Regions from separate parts of the Mus musculus genome. Here regions 1, 2 and 4 are each linked to region 3. A link is a contact called in public Micro-C and promoter capture Hi-C data. All regions are on one chromosome and are shown on one strand. The core of a region is the stretch at or near the end of the contact, and the rest is flanking DNA. Distances in the headings are between cores, read along the strand shown.

Evidence for each region. Promoter capture Hi-C pulls out the DNA fragments that hold promoters and counts their contacts. A called contact is a pair of places that touch in the nucleus more often than the background predicts.
Region 1: a contact with region 3 is called in a promoter capture Hi-C map of liver, with 2.1 times the contacts expected there. The contact joins the promoter of Arhgef1 here to the promoter of Egln2 in region 3. A contact is called at or near these places in 3 of 39 promoter capture datasets (cranial neural crest, liver and pre-B cells) and 1 of 9 other capture datasets (adipose tissue).
Region 2: a contact with region 3 is called in a Micro-C map of embryonic stem cells, with 6 times the contacts expected there. The contact joins the promoter of Irgq here to the promoter of Egln2 in region 3. A contact is called at or near these places in 3 of 39 promoter capture datasets (cranial neural crest, hippocampal neurons and pre-B cells), 1 of 484 Hi-C or Micro-C datasets (embryonic stem cells) and 1 of 9 other capture datasets (liver).
Region 4: a promoter capture Hi-C map of pre-B cells shows a contact between it and region 3, with 4 times the contacts expected there. The contact joins the promoter of Phldb3 here to the promoter of Egln2 in region 3. A contact is called at or near these places in 4 of 39 promoter capture datasets (cranial neural crest, liver, pre-B cells and 1 more) and 1 of 115 datasets of contacts at active chromatin or transcription factors (astrocytes).

Annotation. Positions count from the first base shown.
Region 1 is chr7:24,901,537-24,904,236 of GRCm38.p6, reverse strand. It overlaps Arhgef1 (Rho guanine nucleotide exchange factor (GEF) 1), which reads right to left and starts at 1,251. Exons shown (of 30, transcript NM_001130151.1): 1 at 1,109-1,251. It overlaps Cd79a (CD79A antigen (immunoglobulin-associated alpha)), which reads right to left. Exons shown (of 5, transcript NM_007655.4): 5 at 2,379-2,700. The coding sequence ends at 2,693.
Region 2 is chr7:24,529,231-24,531,930 of GRCm38.p6, reverse strand. It overlaps Irgq (immunity-related GTPase family, Q), which reads right to left and starts at 1,283. Exons shown (of 3, transcript NM_153134.3): 1 at 1,027-1,283; 2 at 16-547. The coding sequence starts at 545.
Region 3 is chr7:27,165,382-27,168,081 of GRCm38.p6, reverse strand. Egln2 (egl-9 family hypoxia-inducible factor 2) reads left to right here and starts at 1,280. Exons shown (of 6, transcript NM_053208.4): 1 at 1,280-1,398; 2 at 2,354-2,700. The coding sequence starts at 2,584.
Region 4 is chr7:24,609,988-24,612,687 of GRCm38.p6, reverse strand. It overlaps Phldb3 (pleckstrin homology like domain, family B, member 3), which reads right to left and starts at 1,360. Exons shown (of 15, transcript NM_001102613.1): 1 at 1,110-1,360; 2 at 9-191. The coding sequence starts at 1,343.

The DNA.
Region 1 (2,700 bases), core at 2-2,501, 2.3 Mb after region 3:
GGAGGACCCTTGTTTCCGTATTTCGACTGCCCCTGTCACTCTCCTGGGCCCCGCCCCCTTAGCAGGAGTGGTGCATGGTTCCATTGCCTGGTTAGGGCTCAATCTCGGAGAAACTTCAAGTCGCTCAGGTCCTAAGCACCTATCGGGACCTCACATGAGCTCTACCTCCCCAACTCGGACCTATTAAATTCCAAATGCTTGTATACCCTCTGTCACCACTGTCAACTCCTCCCGCTGTAATTGGAAAGAAAAAACAAAACAAAAACAGAACCCCCTCACATAGATAGACACACACACACACACACACACACACACACACACACAAACAAAAGCATAAAACACTCATGCGCTCGAGCATATATTTTCTTCTGATAGACTAACCTGCAAAATGCAATGACTTCCCTTTAGGCCTCAGTCTTCCCATCTGTTCAATGAGGATATGTTTCCGGTTCTCTCCCCTACAGCCATCTCCCAGAGTATAATTAATACCACAGAGAGGGTAAGGAAAAAAGCTTTCTGAGACGTGTTTAACGCTCTGTAAGTCTCGGCTTTAAAATGTACTGCAGAGATATTTGTTTATTTTAGGGAGCTCTAATCAAGCATCCATGATCGCAGGGACAGCTCTTTACAGGAAACAGCTTTGAGTTCAAGTCCCAGATGCTCTGTCCCTACGACAAGGCAGTCCGACTCCCTGGGCCTCAGTTTCCCTGCTGATAAATGAGTGTTATCGTTCTTCGCTGGGAGCCTGGATCTCTACCTACTTGTGCTCTCGACAAGTGCTCTCTCTCTCTCTCTCTCTCTCTCTCTGTTTTGTTTTGTTTTTTTTTTTTTTTTTCTTTTGAGGCAGGTTCATGCTAGGTCGCCCAAGCTAACCTCGAACTCATGGCAATCCTCCTGTCTCTGCTTCCCAACTCCTGGGATGACAGGCGGGCGCCAACGCGCCGGGTTTTCTCTTTGCTCTCTTTGACAGATGAGAAAACCGAGGCCAGAGAAAGGCGGCTGCAGGTTCACTGGGCGCACCCTGGGAGGCCCTCCGCGCCCGGTCCCCTCCCTGCTCCTCCCTGCGGCGGCTGGAGGAGGAGGCCGGGCGGGGCCAGGGACAGTGTACCTGGTGTCCGCGCGGGGAGGTGACCGGCGAGGCGCCCGAGGTCGGGCTCGGGGATCCCGGGCCCGGTGTCCCGACTCCGGCTTCCTGGCTCTGGCGGGCAGGAAGTCGGGGCGTTTTTCCGGAGCCCCCGCCCGCCGCCCCTCCCCGCTTCCTGCCCGCGCCCCGTGCCCGCCCGGCACCTCGGCTTCCTTCCCCTTCTCGCCGCCCGCGCGGCTCCTCCTTTCCCCGCGGGCGCGTCCCCACCCGGCCCCGCCCGGCTCCCCTTCGCCTTTGTCCGCCTCCGCCGCCCTCCCTGCTGTTGCCCAGCTCCTGCCCTGGCCCTTACTCTCTCTTTCTCTTAGTTTGCGACAAGGGCTCCCTATGTAGCCCTGGCTGGCCTCGAACTTGTTGTGTAAGGCGGGCTGGATTCGAACTCAGGTGTCTCTGCTTCTGGAGTAGAGAGATTAAAGCTAAAGGTGCGCGCCACCACCCTGATCTCTTTTTCGAAGCTCGAAGGCCTTCCTGCCCACAAGGTCAGGGGCCCATCCAGGCACTCCTTGCTTTCTGGCCTCTGTTGCTTCTCCCTGCTGCAGCTCCTCTGTGCCTTGATCACGCTGGGCCCATTTCTTGCTGTTGGCTGTCTCTCTCATGCTCTGAGATTTCAGGCTTTGTCCTTTCCTCAACTGTTATTATCAGGCCAGCCAGTTTGTGTCTGCTTCTTCCTTTGGCTATTTATCTCTGCATCCTTGTCTCTGGGGATCCCACTGAGTCTCCTCTTGGCCTCCTGTCTTTTAACAACCTGAGTCTGCTCTTCCCATCCCAATGACTGTCACACCACTCTAGCTCTCTCTGTCATCCCCCTCCCCCCGGTTCTTGACAGAAACTCTCCAAATCTGCCTTATGCAAGTGAACCCATGAGGGAATTAGGCCCCACTCCAGAAAATAATATCTTGTGTTCTCAGAGTTTAAATATAGGTAAAAATTTGGTAACACCCGGGCTGGTTCCCCCTTGCTTTGGGACATGAGGAGGGTGAGGCCCTATAAGGGAGATAAACCAGCATTTCAATTGGGGTGGGGACTTCCCCAAGAGACTTCCTGTTATTTTGGGGGGAGGGGGTTGGGGAAGACAGACAGCAAGAACTGTCTGGTCCCAGATCTCAGAAGTGGTCAGGTGAGAACTTGAACCTAGAATCCTGGGTCTGAGGGGGGAGGGGACTTGGGTTTTCTGCTCCTGGTTCCCTGGCAGTGTTGAGGAGCAGTCTACATGAGATCCATGACTCCTGCCAAGGGCTGCTTTGGGAAGGATTTATTATCACTTAAGTGGCCATGACAGATCTGGGAGGAGGGGGGGTGACACTAACGAGGCTGCTGTAATCAGCTCCCCTAGAGGCAGCGATTAAGGGCTCATTACCCACTAGAGAGGGAGCTGGACTTGGGGAAGGACAAGATTAGGTGGGAGAATAGGGTGGGGCAGCCTGGAGGCAAGGGTAGGCCACTCGAGTGGCTGGAGCAAGCACTGGGAAGGGGGGACTCCAGGGGAAGAGTGGGGAGGCAGGGATGCTGGAGTCAGACATATGGCAGGCAGGGAAGGGTGGGACATGTCAGTCATGGCT
Region 2 (2,700 bases), core at 34-2,533, 2.6 Mb after region 3:
GAACTGTCCCCTCACCTCTGCAGCGCCTCCGCCTGGGTCCGCAGCACCACCTGCAGGCGCTCTAGCTCCTCGCAGCGGTCACTGCTGCTGCAATCCGCCGGCGGCACAAAGAGAGGCGCAGCTCCTAACCCAGCACTGTTCAACAAGGCTGCAGTCTCATCCCGGGCTTTAGCTGCATTCTGGGAATCTCCAGGGCGCAGATTCCGGACAGCCAGCAGCGGGGTTCCTCTAGCCAGGGCGGCTCGCGCTGCCTCTCCCAGAGCTGGGGTCAAGGGCTCCTCGCTCCCCTCAGATCCTGGTAGCACCAATACCAGCAAGTTGGCCTCCGCCGCCCAGGGCCCGGGAGCTGCGGGTGGGCAACTCAGCTCACCCAGGAAGAGGCCCGGAGCCGCAGCTCTCAGGCTGGGGACTCCAGAGTCCTGCCGTCCATCGGGAATCTCTACCGTGTCCACATTCTTACCGCATAACGCGGCGATCAGGGCGGACTTTCCCGAGCCGGGAGGCCCCAGGAATAAGGCAGTCACGTCACCCTGAGGCAGAGGCATTGCTGGAAAGCAAGAGGCGGGGAAAGAAATTGGTCAGGGAGCACGTAAGACTTTTTGTTTGCTTCTTTTCTAAGACAGCGTCTCGCTGTGTAGCCCTGGCTGGCCTGAACTCATTACGTAGACCAGGCTGGCCTGACATTCAAGAGATCGATCCTCTCCCCTCTGTCTCCCAGAGTGCTGAGATTAAAGGCGTCGCACTCCCCCACACCAATCAACACCCTCTCCTAACTGATTCACTGTAGATCCAGGCTTCAGTCCTCCAGCCTGTCCTCTACTTCCATTCTCCAGTGTCACGCTGCAGGACCTAGAAACTCAACCCCCAGGGCCTATTCCTGGGAGAGCCAGGTATATGCCCATTCTCCACACGAATGCATTTCTCTATTTAAAAAAGAAGAAACAGAAGAAGGAAAACAAAAACCCTCAAAAACCTGACTGCCAAACTCGAGAATGGTCTTTCCCCTCCCCATTCCAAATCACCAACCGATCAGAGAGGTGACACGCCTGGAGAGCACAGAGGCCCAGCCCCTTAAGACGAGCTGACGGAGGCTGAAGGGGCAGGAGTGTCCGGATTTAGAAACATCCGGACTCCTTCAGGTGGCTCTATACTGACGTCATTCCTTCCAAGACCGGTGTGTCTTGGAGTGCCACTGCGGAGAGGAAGAATTTTTGGCAGCTCCTTCTTTCTAGCTAAGGCTGTTTGGGCAAAGGCACAATAAAACCCATGCGCGTGCGCAGAAAGTTTTGGGGCGGTGCCCCACCAAGACCAGCAACCAATACGCCTGCGCAGTACGTGCAGGGTTTGTACGGCAAAGGGGGACAGGAAGCGATGAGCCCACGCAGTAAGCTTAGCGTTGTACGGAGCACACAACCAACGTCATCATCACGCACCCCTGTACAGAAAAGGACCTCTCCACTTGCCCTTGCGAAGACTTGCCTGCCGTGACTATATTAGTGCCGGACTGCAACCTTGAACCTGACTCGGGGACAATGGTGGTGCAACAGATCACTGGAGTCTGGAGACTAGGAAAAACTATCCCGCTCTCGTCCGGTGGCAGAGCTGTGGCGACCAACTGTCAGGCGCAGCTAAGGGACAGTCTTCGGGGAGGAAAGCAAGAGGCGTCCGTGACCATCAAGAACTAAGAGCAGAAGGCAGTGCATGGGAGCAGCGTGATCCAGAAATGAACTAGTGAACGCGGGCGGCGGTGACTACGGTGAAACAGTAATCAATGTCAGAGAAGGATGTCTCCTGGGAGAAGGCGGGCTCAAGTGTGAGCACCACTGCTTGTGCGGGGGTTATGGTTGACACGTGAGAAACTAGGATGGGGCTGGTAAGAAAGACCAAGAGTTCCACCTTCGAGGGAATTCGGTTTCGTGAAGATGAGGACACAGGGGCTTGAAGACCGAGGTGTCACAAACCCGAGGAGTCTCCCATGTGAGACTGCTGAAGCTTTTCTAGTGAGAGTGTCATTAGAGTTCAGTGAGTGTCAAAAAATAGAGCGAGGCCCACTAAGGTTGGTGGCAGCCACGCCCCCCCCCTCTCTCTTTCATATCAGAACATCGCCCTGAAGACACTGTAGAGGGCAAGCGTCTCCCAAGGAATGGAGTCCAGACAGCCCAGGAGACGACCTCTTTGAGTACTGCCAGAAAGAGGGGTTGGGTGCAGGAGTGACAGACACTAAAGGGACCTCCATATCTCGACGCCCCGCCCTGCTACAGGTGGCCGCAGTGACTACCTGCCAGGAATGACCTCCTCTCATGATCAAAATTATTTCCCTTGATTTGGGCACACAAACAGAAGCAGGACGACATTTAGAGGAATAAAGGGCTGCCAGGCGAAGATTGGGTTGTGGGGTGTGACTGGCAATATCATTACCTGGAATGAGTCCCCAGGGTTCTTGTCCCACTTTCCCCCTAGACTTTCAATATGACTATGCTTCAGTTTCCCGTAGCAAACGTGTGCAACACGGGCTATGGTGGTAGCACACCTTTAATCCCCGAATTTAGGAGGTAGAGGCAGGCCGTTCACTGAGTTTGAAGCCAGCCTGCTCTATAGAGAAAGTTCCAGGACATCCAGGGCTACACAGACAAATCTTGTCTTAATAAACAAACCAAAACGGGCATCACAGCTCACTTCCATGGGGTAGTTATGGAATTA
Region 3 (2,700 bases), core at 31-2,530:
ACGATCCATCAAAGGTGGTGTGTGCAGCGATGACATCCCTGTGTGTGACATGTATGGGGCAGTATGACACTGTGGCATGTGAGTAGTCTCTGGCCTGGTGACTGTGTTGGTGAGGCTGCTGTTGTGTGCAACATCAAGACCGAGGACTTGGGAATCTAAGGGGGGGTCTTGAGTCTGTGCCTGGTTTGACTTAGTGTACACCACCTCATGTCTGCAAACTAGGACGGTGGCTCACTGTGTTCCTAAAAACACGTGCTCCTGAGGTTTGTGTGTGCACTGATGGAGATTTGTTTCTTTGTGTGTGTCTGTGTGCCTGCGAACACGAACATTCTTCGCCATGTGCCACTGTGGTTCTTGTGCAACCCGGACTCCTGGTCATACTTAATGTACCCTGATGTCTTTATAGCCATAGCCTTCTGGAGACAGGTGCAGCCCCCCTCAGGACAGCTTCAGCTGCTCTCACAAAATGTCAGCAAGTATCCAAGCCCACTTATTGCCCATTTGTTAGGCCCTGGAGTTGGTGGAAAGGGTCGGGCATTCAAATAACCCTATCCACACAGCCCTCCCCGGAATGGTGGTATAAATATTAAGAGTAGCTTAGTGGTAGAGCGCTTGCATCGCACATGTGAAGCTCTGGATTCAGTCTCCAGCACTACAGAAACAAAAAATCCGCTTGGGCTACAGAGGAGCTGGGTTTTGCAAATGTCTTCTTTGTGAGTCTGTCCCAGGTTGCTTTAATCTGACTCCCACAGTTGCCCTGAGGGAGCAGCGAGGAGCGGGTCATGCAAATAGTACACATTTGCTCATTTGTTCTACCCGGTTTCGCTTCTCTAAGGACGTCCCGTACTCACCGTTATTTTTTTTTAAGTGCTTATGTAAATTACTGACGTAGGAATTTACATACACTTTCCAACTAACTGCGCAGTCATTTCTCAATATACTCTTGGGCTGTGTGCAGGAGCGGCCCATGTAAATGAGACATTTGCATAGCAAATGCCAAGAACCCAGCTGACAAGTTCACTGACACTTTTGGCTCCGAGGGGTGGGCCTTTCTGTGTGAAACTGCTCTTTTGTACCCCTCTCCAAGGGGCCGTCTTGAGAACTCACAGAACGCCTTTTACTGAACCTGCGTGTCTGCTTTCGCGTGGAAGGGGAGGAGCACATAATGCAAATAAGCCTCGCGTCCCGGACCAGCTCACTTCTTGGGCAGTGCGTTCTAAGCCTCCTGTCAACGTGCGGTTCGCGCACGCGCAGTCTCCTCGGCCGGGCCGCTGTCACGTGCCCAGCGGGCGAGGCGGGGGCGGGGCGTCGCGGGCGGTGGGGGGCGGGGTATGGCGCGCTGCGAAGCGCAGGGCGGCTGGCACAAACGGCGGCGCCGAGGCCGGAGGAAAAAGCTCGGTGAGGAGGTCGCGCGAAGGGAAAGACCCGGGGAGGAGAAGGAGTCTGAGGCCCGGTGGCCGGGCGCGGGCGACGGGGCTGGAGGCGGGAGCGCGCGCGGGCGGCAGCGACCCCACGCTAGGGCGTTGGGGGTGGGGAAGGAAGCGCGCGCCCGGCGCGGTGGGGCGGACCATTGGGGGCCACGGGAGCGCGCAATAACCACCAAGGGGAGGGGCCGGGCCGAGGCGGCCCCGCCTCAGTCACCCGGGGCGTCCCGCGGCCCCTGGGTCCTGGCGGAGGGGGTTGGGAGGAAGGCAGTCGGGTCGGACTCTGCTCTCGGGCTCCCTTCCGTCAGTCCGTCCGTCTGGCAGGACCTCCCTTCCGGCTGGGTGTGTGTCGGGCCCCAGTAGGCTTCCTCCCGTAGGGCACAGGTCGACCCCACCGGCCCTCCCGCTCCCCTGCCGTCTTGTTTTTCTCCCTGTTCTCTTTGTCCCTGGACTCCCGGTTTTCCCCGCCTGCCCTGGCTCGTAATCTTCCACCCAGGCGATTAGGTTCCCGCGAATGTTGCGCGGTGGCATTGCCCGTTGGTTCCCCACAACCCTGACTTTACCCTAGATTCCACACTCCCGTTTTCTGTGTCTCCTCCCTCCTCATCTCTCTGAGTCTCTATAGAAACCTCAGGCAGGTACCTTGTATTTTCCACTTGCATCGTCGCTTTTCGTCCACAGATATCTGTCTCCCTATCACCTTCCTCTCTGGGCCGTCATGCAACGTTCTCTGCACTTTCTCTCTATTACTCTTTATGCCAGACATTCCCTCTCAAATTCCCAAGTTATATGCCCCATGTTGTCTCCCTGTGTGCGTGTGTGTTTGTTGTGGCCCAGTCTGTCATCTACTTCCTGCTGGTACCATCCCCACCCCTTCCCACCTGCTCGTCTCTTGACTTCTTTTAAGTTCTTCCTTTTCTCTTTTCCAGCCACCCCCATCAGTCCCTTCTCAAGCTCCTAGAGACAACTGTGGACTTGGGGACCAGCGAGCACCCCCAGAGCACTAGAGGAGCCCCTGCTGCCTGCCCTGCCTCACCCTGCCCCACACGAGGCCCAGCGGCCCCGGGCTGCATCAAGTGGAGGAGGAGGAGGCGGAGGAGGGTGGCACCATGGGCCCGGGCCGTGCCCTCCATGCCCGGGGGATGAAGACACTGCTGCCATGGACAGCCCGTGCCAGCCGCAGGCCCTGAATCAAGCTCTCCCTCAGTTGCCAGGGTCTGTGTCAGAGTCCTTGGAGTCTAGCCGAGCCAGAATGGGGGTGGAGAGTTACCTGCCC
Region 4 (2,700 bases), core at 111-2,610, 2.6 Mb after region 3:
ATCCTCACCTCGATCCTCAGTTCCTTCTTCTGGCGCTGTAACTCCTTCACCCGCTGCTCCATCAGAGCCACGCGAGTCAGTGCCTCCAGCTGCTGTCCTCGCAGCCGCCGCGCTGCCCCCCGCAGCTCTTCCCCAGAAGGGAGGCATGGGGAAGGTGTGGCTGGAATCTGCGCGGCAGGCGTAGCCTCGGGCTGAAATTAGAGAGGGTGTGATGAGAACAAGTCTCGCCCCCCTCAAGTCACCAAACAGGTCTGGTCCCACCCCAGTAGTGCCTCTGGGGGTCATGAGCTGCCAAGTTCAACTACTTCCTTTCGGGTCCGAATGGAAGACCGTGAAGCGGGGAAGCCGGCAGGTTCTGAACCCATCATACAAAGCCACTATGCTCTGAAGCTGAACTAGCAGAGCTTGCTTCCTTTTCTTTCCTTCCTTCCTTCCTTCCTTTCTTTTTTCTTTCTTCCTCATTTCTTCCCTCCTTTCCTTTTCTTCTTTTCCTTTTTCCTTTCTCCCTTCTCTCTCCTTTTCTTTTTTCTTCCTCCATTTCTTCCTCTATTCTTTCTTTTTTTTTCTTCCTTCCTTCCTTCCTTTCCTTCTTTCTTTTTTGTACCTGAATGCTAGTGGAAATCAGAAGATTCTTGCCTTACATCAATGAGGGTTCTGGGGATCGAACCCAGGTCGTCAGATTTGACAGCAAGTGTCTTTGTACACGATGAGCTCATCTGTCCCTGAGTCTCAACCTCTTGGGATCTCTTTCTCAGAGTCCCTGGATCGCTCTTCTTCCCCCCACCCCCACCCCCGTCCCTCTCTCTGACTTAGACTCTTCTATGTTGGCATTTCTTTTTGTTTCTCTTCTGGGTCTGTGTGTCTTCCCTGTGTCTCTCTTTTAGGTCTATGTCTCACTCCCTGTGTCTCTGTCGTATCTAGTTTCTATGTTTCTACCCGAGTCTCTCTGGCTTCAAATCCAACTTTGTCTAACAGGGTGTTTCTGCCTGTCTATGGGTACTCTCCTTGACTCTGGGTCTCTGTCTAGTCTCTCTCTTTATGTTCTTCTGTGTCGTCTTGGGTGTCTGTCTGTCCGTCTGGACAGCCCCCCCGGGGGGATGATCCCTCACCTCTTCGCGGCAGCTCTCGGTGCTGCTACCTTCTTCCACTTCTTCCTCTTCCTCGGCCTGCCGCCCAGCTCCGGGGCAACTTGGAAGCTCCGCTGGGACTTCGGGCTCCTTGTGCTCTTTGGGATCCTCGGGGTGCCCCTGAGGCTGCACAGCCCCTTGAGGCTGGACCTCGACGGCGCATTCCGAAACCTTTGGAGACGAGGAGCCCTCCTCTAGGGTGCTGGGTGTCCCCATGGCCGCTTCGGATTCCTGTGGTGTGGGCGTGGTCAGTTTCAGAGGCGTGGTCTGATGTTTGTGGGCGTGGTCTAGAGCGCGTTGAGCTTGCCCAGAGGGCGGAACCTAAAGGTTCAGAGACCAGCTCTGAACATTCCGCGGGCGTAGATTTCCTGGGGACCCGCTCGCGACTGGGGAGAGGCTGTCGGCTCCGAAGGTGACACACACACCTAGAGGTGGGAAGAGAATTTGAGTCCGGGGTCCTAACGCTCCCCGTGCTGGGGCGTCGCACGCTGAGCCTTCCCTTTGCTCCATGTGTCATCCCTGAGCCCCTTCTGCAGCCCTCTCCAGTTTCCCGGATTGCCTCCAAGAGATTCCATCTCCTCTACCCTCTCGGGACTAGCCCGGCTCTCCTCCTTGGAGCTCCACAGTTGGGTCCCGAACCACCTGTAAGGAATCAGCGTCCGAGGCTCCTCACCCCAAGATCCAGAACTCGGGGCTGGCAATGTCTACCTCTCCGGATATGCCTGGGGCCCCAACGCCTCCGTTCCTTCCCGGGAGGAGGTCCTCGTAGGTCGTCAACCTTCTTTCTGGCTCTGCACTGGGCACTGCCGCTCCTGCGGCTAAACAGGTGGCTGGAAGGAGGGAGGAGAGAGAGGCCGCCCCGTCCCCCTCCCCAGCAGCCCGGAAGTGGAGGGGGGGACAACAGGTCCGACAGCTCTCCTGGGAGGAGGGAGCCAGCAGCCTGCCCCGCCCGCAGCCCAGGCACCCAGCCATCCCGGCCCCTCCAGCCCCACCCAGAGAGAGCCCAGCGCCCAGACCTCCCACTCAGCCTCCGGTGCCCCTGGAGGGCCGGGCTTCTTAGCCACCTGCATACAGCAGCCTCCCTAAGGCCGAAGCCTAGGAAATCCTCAAAGGAAGATAGGAATGAAGATGGGGGCCTCTCCCCTCTAATAAGCCCTTTGGAAGGGCCCTGACCGGTTTAGGGAGCCGGACAAGGGGAGGGGGTATCCCGGGCTGAGTCAGCGATCTGCCCAGAGACAGAGTGTGCCCCACGCGCACACAGTTTACTATGGGGTGGGGCACAGAGGTTAAAGGTCACAGCCAGACCCTTTCCTCTCTGGGCAGAAACAGGAAAATATCTGGTATGCAAAACCCGACTGTTAGACATCAAGAGCTGTGCAAAACATTTGACACACCTCAGTGTCATACCACACCACAGCCCATAGAAAAAAAGAGATCGACCGTCTCCATTGTACAGTTGTGGGGACCGAGGCTGAAGGAAACAAATACACCTAGGATCTACAAGCATTCTAAATGACTTTTTTAAAATTATTATTACTTGTGTATGTGAAAGATAGTGCAGGTATGTAAGTGG